Linked DNA regions of Mus musculus: region 2 is linked to region 1. The links are chromatin contacts, called in public HiChIP or PLAC-seq maps. All regions are on one chromosome and are shown on one strand. Each heading gives the region's core, a stretch centred on a gene start, on an enhancer-like site or on the middle of the called end of the contact. The rest is flanking DNA. Distances are from core to core; before and after follow the strand shown.

Region 1 (3,259 bases), core at 314-2,813:
ATTAAAAAAAAAAAGAACTTGACTCATCAAGCCATCTTCCCCATTTATCAAGCCATCAAGCCCCTTTTATTTATTTTTGATATGGAGTACCACTACATAGCCTAGCCTAGCCTAACCTAGCCTAGCCTAGCCTATAAGTGGCCTCAGTCTCTCCAGTGCAGGGACCACACATGCATGCCACTATGCTGGACTAAAGCTTCCATTGTAAGGAAAGGCATTAGAAGAGCAGTGATGGGTAGTGCTCTGACCACAGGGTTTCATTTCTGCTCTGCCACTATTAGTGTACCTTGTGGGAGTCGAGGTATACTACTTTACCTCTCAGAGCACCTGTTCCCTCAGCCAAGAAACGGGGATAGTACTACCGCCCAGTGGAGCTTAAATGCCAGTGAAATACTATAAGTATTTACCAAATACAAAATGCTAAACAGTGGTAGCTGTGATTTGTTATCAGCTGTGTACAGGAGGGGAGTCTTTGAGCCCCATGCTTGAATTTGGATTTTGCATCCTTGGCTACAGGCCACCTGAATCTAGCTTTGGGCATCTGCACTAGACTAGCAAATTAGAGGGCAGGTCCGAGCCCTCTCCTCTCGAGGTAAGGGATAAGATATGCTTCATCAGAGATGGAGTCTGATGGGTGCCCAAATTTTCTCAAGGGCTGGCTGTACTCACAAGACCTTGGCAGTAAGTGCCTCTGGGACTTGTCACAGTAAGACCTTCTCTTGTCTCTGTGCTCCTTGCTCTGCCTCTACTTCCCTTGATCTTGTCAGTCTGCCTGCTTTAAGAACAAGGCTTCTCCGCCTTTGGCTCTCTCTGTGTGCTGGTGGGGCATTTTAACAAAAACTCTCCCCTCTCTCTACCCACTGATAATGCTACATCAGAAAGCAGTTCGCTCAGCCCTGCCTTCAGTGGAAGCATGTGGGGGGGGGTATGCGCCTTTTGGGGGGGAGAGGTGGAGTTATGTATGTTTGAAACAAGTTTCCCTGGAGTCAGGGATGGATAAGGATGAAGGGGGTGCAGCAGGGAAAGGAGTTAGGGCTTCTAAACATTTTCCCCTGCAACAAAGGCAGCCTGGTTCTGCGCTGTCTTGCTGTCTTCCATCATCTTCACTCTGGTTCTCTGCTGTCCAAAGGAGCCTGATGCCTCCCTGACCAGCTACATAGGATGCCTGAGGCTAGCAAAGACTGCTGGAGCGGGAACTAGAAGCATGGGGAAGGCTAAGGGGGATCTGACCTCTACAAGGCACAAAATGGGGAGAGGGCAGTAGAGTGTGCTGAATGGGTGTGTTTGTAATTGGGGTTGACCCAAAGGGGCGGGGGTAATGGGAGCAGTACTACCAAATACCACGGGATGGGGATGGGGCCCAGAGACTGACTCAGGGATGAGGGAGGGTCTGAAAAAAATTGACCCAGAGGGACTAGACCAAGGGAGGGGGAGAAACAGAGGTGGGCTGCCAGCCCGGGAAGGGGGCTGGGAAAGCAAATTAGAGGGCAGGTCAGGGCCCTCTCCTCGGGAGGTGGGAGTGTGTGTGTCCATATAAGGCGAACCTGCGACCCCCGCTCTCCGGGGCGCGAGCAGGGACTCCGCATCCCTAGGACCCCCACCCCCACCCCCCGCACATGGATGCGCAAGTCGCTTTCTCGGGCTTCCCGGCCTTGCCCTCGCTCACGCCGTCCGGGCCGCAGCTGCCGACGCTGGCGGGAGCCGAACCGGGGCGCGAACCGGAGGAAGTGGTGGGCGGTGGGGACGCCGAGCCCACGGCCGTGCCTGGCCCGGGGAAGCGACGGCGGCGGCCACTACAGCGTGGGAAGCCGCCCTACTCATACATCGCGCTCATTGCCATGGCCCTGGCGCACGCTCCCGGCCGCCGTCTAACGCTGGCAGCCATCTACCGCTTCATCACCGAGCGCTTCGCCTTCTACCGCGACAGCCCGCGCAAGTGGCAGAACAGCATCCGCCACAACCTCACCCTCAACGACTGTTTCGTCAAGGTGCCGCGCGAGCCGGGCAATCCGGGCAAGGGCAACTACTGGACGCTCGATCCCGCGGCCGCTGACATGTTCGACAACGGTAGCTTCCTGCGGCGCCGCAAGCGCTTCAAGCGCGCTGAGCTGCCCGCACCGCCGCCGCCGCCGCCGCCCTTCCCCTATGCGCCCTTCCCGCCCCCGCCAGCACCCGCGTCCGCTCCGCCCGCGCGCCTCTTCCGCCTGGACAGCCTGTTGGGCTTGCAGCCTGAGCCGCCGGGACCCGTGGCGCCCGAGCCGCCTTGCTGCGCCGCGCCCGACGCCGCCTTCCCGCCCTGTGCCGCCGCAGCCTCGCCGCCGCTCTACTCGCCAGCGTCCGAGCGCCTGGGGTTACCCGCGCCGCTGCCCGCCCAGCCTCTCCTGGCCTTGGCGGGATCGGCCGGCGCGCTCGGGCCGCTCGGAGCCGGGGAAGCCTACCTGAGACAGCCGGGCTTCGCGCCGGGGCTGGAGCGCTACCTGTGAGTCGCTTTCCGCTGCGGGAGCGCCTGGTGGAGCCTTCTGCCCCGGCCTGCGCTGGAGCAGTGCGAGCTTGTCCGTGGTACCCGTACCCGCCCGCCCGCAGCGTGGCGCAATTCGCTGGGTCCCCGAGCCTTGCTTGGGGCTAAGCCTTCCCTGCCCTCCTCCATCCCTGGGGAGACCCTGGCTGTCTCACCACCAGACTGAAGCGCCCTCTCCAATTTGAGGTCTTTCCTCCCTTTACTTGTGCTCCCCACATAAGCACCCTTGCACTGCCAAATCCGGTGCTTTGGAACTCCAGCCCCAGCCCCAAATGTCCCTGTGAGTTCCAGTCTGTGGAAACTTTTCGTTCCAAGGCACCTCCTCCATCTCTGATGTTTTGCCAACACATCAGAGGTCAGACTCCTGGGTTCATTACTTCTACCCCATCTTCCTCCATTTACCGATAAGTTTGGCAAATTTGTTCCCTGCCCTAGGTTTACAGTCTGTGCTTGTTTTCTTACCGAGCCTGTCTCCGACAAAGACTCACCTGAGGGCTCTGCTCTGAACAGTTCTTCAGATTTTCTAGGTTACTCGGCACCAGGATCTCCTGACTGAATGGGGAATTAATGGGAGTCTGTGGCTGCTCCACCCCATGGAAAGCACAGAACTTATCTGTTTATGGTTATTTTTCAATCAAAGCTGGTTTAATTAAAACAAAAACAAAGAAACATTTTTCTGGGTTTGTTGTGTTGGCTGGGAACTTGGGAGTTGCTGGGAAAGATGGTGGGTGACATTTGCCT
Region 2 (3,259 bases), core at 537-3,036, 1.0 Mb before region 1:
AAGACAGATGTACGTAGAAGTATACAACACACACATGCACACATGCACACATGCACACATGCACAAATGCACAAGCACTAGCTATGTTGCAAGGTCTGAGTTTAATCCCAATTACTACAAAAAAAGAAGAAAGAAAGAAAGAAAGAAAGAAAGGAAGGAAGAAAGAAAGAGAAAAAGAAAAAAGAAAAAAAAACAAACAAACAACAGCACAGAAAAGAAAGCTTGGGCACCATGTGCCCTGCAGTGCTCTAAGCGGCTCACAGGTGGTGACTTGTTTAATTACTAAGCCCCTTACAGTGACTTGTTTAATTACTAAGCCCCTTACAGTAGCTAATACCATATCCATGCTAAAGGTGATGATGCTACAGGCTCAGAAGATAATACAGCTAGGAACCATAGGAACTCTCAGGGCTAAGATCTTCATCAGACATCAGATGGTGATGATAGTGATGATAGAACTGGCTGGCTGGGTAGAGCAATGGTGAGCACTGTGTACAAGCAGAAACAGGGTTGGGTTGCAGGGATTAGGGATGCCCATGAGGGTGGCTTGGGTGGCGGTCGGTGGCATTAAAGGAGGAGGTGAAGGTGATGGTGGTATGCAAGGCATAAGAACAACATTCACTGTCACCTATAATCCCAGCACCTGGGAGGCTGAGCCAGGAGTATTTTGAGTTTGAGGCCAGGTTGGGTTGCCTAGTGAAACTCTGGGGAAAGAAAAGAAAAGAAAGGAAAGGAAAGAAAAGAAAGGAAAGGAAAGGAAAGGAAAGGAAAGGAAAGGAAAGGAAAGGAAAGGAAAGGAAAAGGAAAGGAAAAGAAAAGAAAAGAAAAGAAATGAAAAAAAAGAAAAAAACCCAAAACCCTGAAAAACACGTAGTGGCTGAGCTCAGCTTTTTGGTTGGAGGATCACACTCTTCCAGGTTTTTTAGGCCTCTGGGAGGACTGATTTTCAGTAAGACTGAAGTCAAGGAGGGAGCAAAAATATCTTGTTCTATTGATCAACTAGGATCTTTGGGTCCCGGGTAGTGAAAAGGACAGAGGGAGGCAGACAGTGCTGCAGGGGCAGCTGGAGCTTGCCTTGCCCGGTTTCTTCCTGCTTCTCCTGGCCTTTGTCACTCTCTAAGCCCAGTATGTCTGCTCCTAAGAGTGGTCCCCACTAACGGTGCAGACAATGCCATAGGTAAGCCACCCATCCCATTATGGAACTCTGCTGGCCTTGTCTGCCCAGCGCAGGCCTGCCTGCTTCTTTCTGGCTGCTGCACTGAGCAGCAGTCTTAATAGAGAATCCGCCTCTGCGCTGCGGCTCCCCGCCCGCCCGCCCATCCCTATTATCGGCACCATCAACGGCGGCAAATGACACTCTCGGAATCTTGACTCCAATCTGATGCCTGGTCCCCGGGGCCGAGGAGAGGCGCAGGCCAGCTAGGCTGGGGGGCTGGGGAGGGGGTGTGCAGTAATAGGATGTGGCCGAGGATAGTCTATTAGCATTGCTGGAAATGTTGATGAGCCCCCTTTCTGGCCCCTTGTCGTCCCATCCTCGCTCAGCCAGACACTGAGGAGGCCTTGGTGGGGGTGGGGGGAATAGTTTGTGGGGCTGGGGCTGGGGTCCAGATATCAAGCTCCCTTGGGGACCATAGACCTTAGAGGAAGGTCAAGAAAATAGTTTATTTAGCCTTTTAGCCTTCTGACCACTGATCTGGGAGGAAGAGGGAGTGGGGTCCTTTCTAGCAGGGAGCACGTGATTTTTCCATTTCCAAAACAATGGGTCCTGGGGCTTCAGGTCTGGAAGGAGCCCCAAGGAGCAGTCCTCCCACCCACTCTCCCTTTTCCGGCCTCTTGAAAGTAAGCTGTTCAGTTCCTCCCTGGGATGCTTGCTAAGTGTTTCCTCTTTGGGAGTTCTGATTGGCTTTTCTCAGTATCAGCATCCTGAGATGCCTAGAGGTCACCTACCCACAAGACAGCTTCCCTGGGTTTGGAGAGGAAGTTAGGTCTCAAGCCTGTTTTCCTGGGCTACCTCAGTTCCTCATGGCTGCAGATCTGTTGGCCTGTGTGTAATGTGTTTATGGAAGGGTAGTAAAAGGCTGAGCCCAACCACAAGGTACAGAAGAGGCAGGGGAGATAGTGGGTAGAACCCCGGATGCATGAATGCAGAATAGTCGGATTCTAACCCAGTCCAGTTGCTTTGAGACCCTAGGAGAGCTACACACTGTCATCCTAAGTGCTTCTCCTTGCCCTGCCCTCTCTTCAACTGTCCTTTTTAGGATGATGAGCTAGGAGAGGTGGCACACACCCATATCCCAGTACCTGGGTTAGAACCACCAGGAGTTCAAGGTCATTATCAGCTACATAGTGAGTTCAAGGCCAGCCCAGGCTCCATGAGCCCTTGTCAAACAAACAAACAAACAAGCAAACAAACAAACAAAACTGGACCCCAAATTTGAAGAGAAAACGAAGCCCCTCAGGAGACTGAGGAGTTCTAATAGCTCATTGCTTTGGGAAGCCATGCATTTGGGGCTCGATGATATACAATAGAGTCAAGTTAACACCTCTCTTCTGTCCATGAAAACAGCTTGAAGGGGATGGGAGAAAATGAAGCAAAATGTAGAATGTGGTGTTGGGCCTGGCTCTATGGGACAGGCAAATGGGTGAGAGGGTAGAAGGCCTATCCTGTCTGGCTCTGTCCTATCCTGAAGGGTGTCTGACAAGTTGGAAGCCAGAGCACCTAGGCCAGCAAGACTGAACTTCTTAAAGCCCAGCTTTGCCAGAAGAAGAAGAGGTTGGACTAGCTGATCCAGGAAGGGGAAGAAAGAGCCATAGCCAGCTCTCCCCTCCCCCAAGCCTGGGCTTCTAAGCATCACGCCGAACTCAATCTGTTCTGCCCACTGCTTCCACCATGCCCCAGAGTCCAGAGGCCACAGACGGTCAAGCTGTTTGCCTCTGCTGAGTGGCTGCCCTCGGTGCCCCCAGCAGGGGCCTGGCCATCAGTCACAGGGCTGGCAGTCCTCAGGGCTGGACATAGAGCCTTATGGGCAGGGATAGATGTAGACTGTGGGTAGAAGGCAGCAGGGGGCACGGTCTCCTGGGCCCCCTTGGTGGCCTCTGTTCCCTTTGCAGCCCCCCTGCCCCTGCTTCTTTCTTCCTCTCTTCACTTGTGCCCGCCCATCTTGCCTTTCCCCACCTCCCAGCACCTGCCAGCCTCACCTGTCTGGTTCAGCACGCTCTTCTCTCTGTGTCCCTTCTTCCTTCTTTCATTAGACTCTCT

Evidence for each region. HiChIP or PLAC-seq counts read pairs in DNA pulled down with a chosen protein or histone mark.
Region 2: an H3K27ac HiChIP or PLAC-seq map of embryonic stem cells shows a contact between it and region 1, with 9 times the contacts expected there. The contact joins the enhancer-like site here to the promoter of Foxe3 in region 1. A contact is called at or near these places in 5 of 39 promoter capture datasets (embryonic stem cells, maxillary cranial neural crest, pre-B cells and 1 more), 1 of 15 datasets of contacts at CTCF or cohesin (stem cell-derived epiblast-like cells), 7 of 484 Hi-C or Micro-C datasets (embryonic cerebral cortex, embryonic ectoderm, embryonic stem cells and 1 more) and 3 of 115 datasets of contacts at active chromatin or transcription factors (all in embryonic stem cells).

What each region holds. Positions count from the first base shown.
Region 1 is chr4:114,924,371-114,927,629 of GRCm38.p6, reverse strand. Foxe3 (forkhead box E3) reads left to right here and starts at 1,563. Exons shown (of 1, transcript NM_015758.3): 1 at 1,563-3,187. The coding sequence starts at 1,617. The coding sequence ends at 2,483.
Region 2 is chr4:115,953,403-115,956,661 of GRCm38.p6, reverse strand. No RefSeq gene overlaps it. Among named protein-coding and RNA genes, the nearest start is that of Dmbx1, 15 kb to the right of the region's middle. Within about 2 kb of position 1,786, at least 6 of the 459 cell types and tissues checked have an H3K27ac peak or open chromatin away from gene starts, as enhancers often do. A contact at or near this core is called in embryonic stem cells, where this site is marked.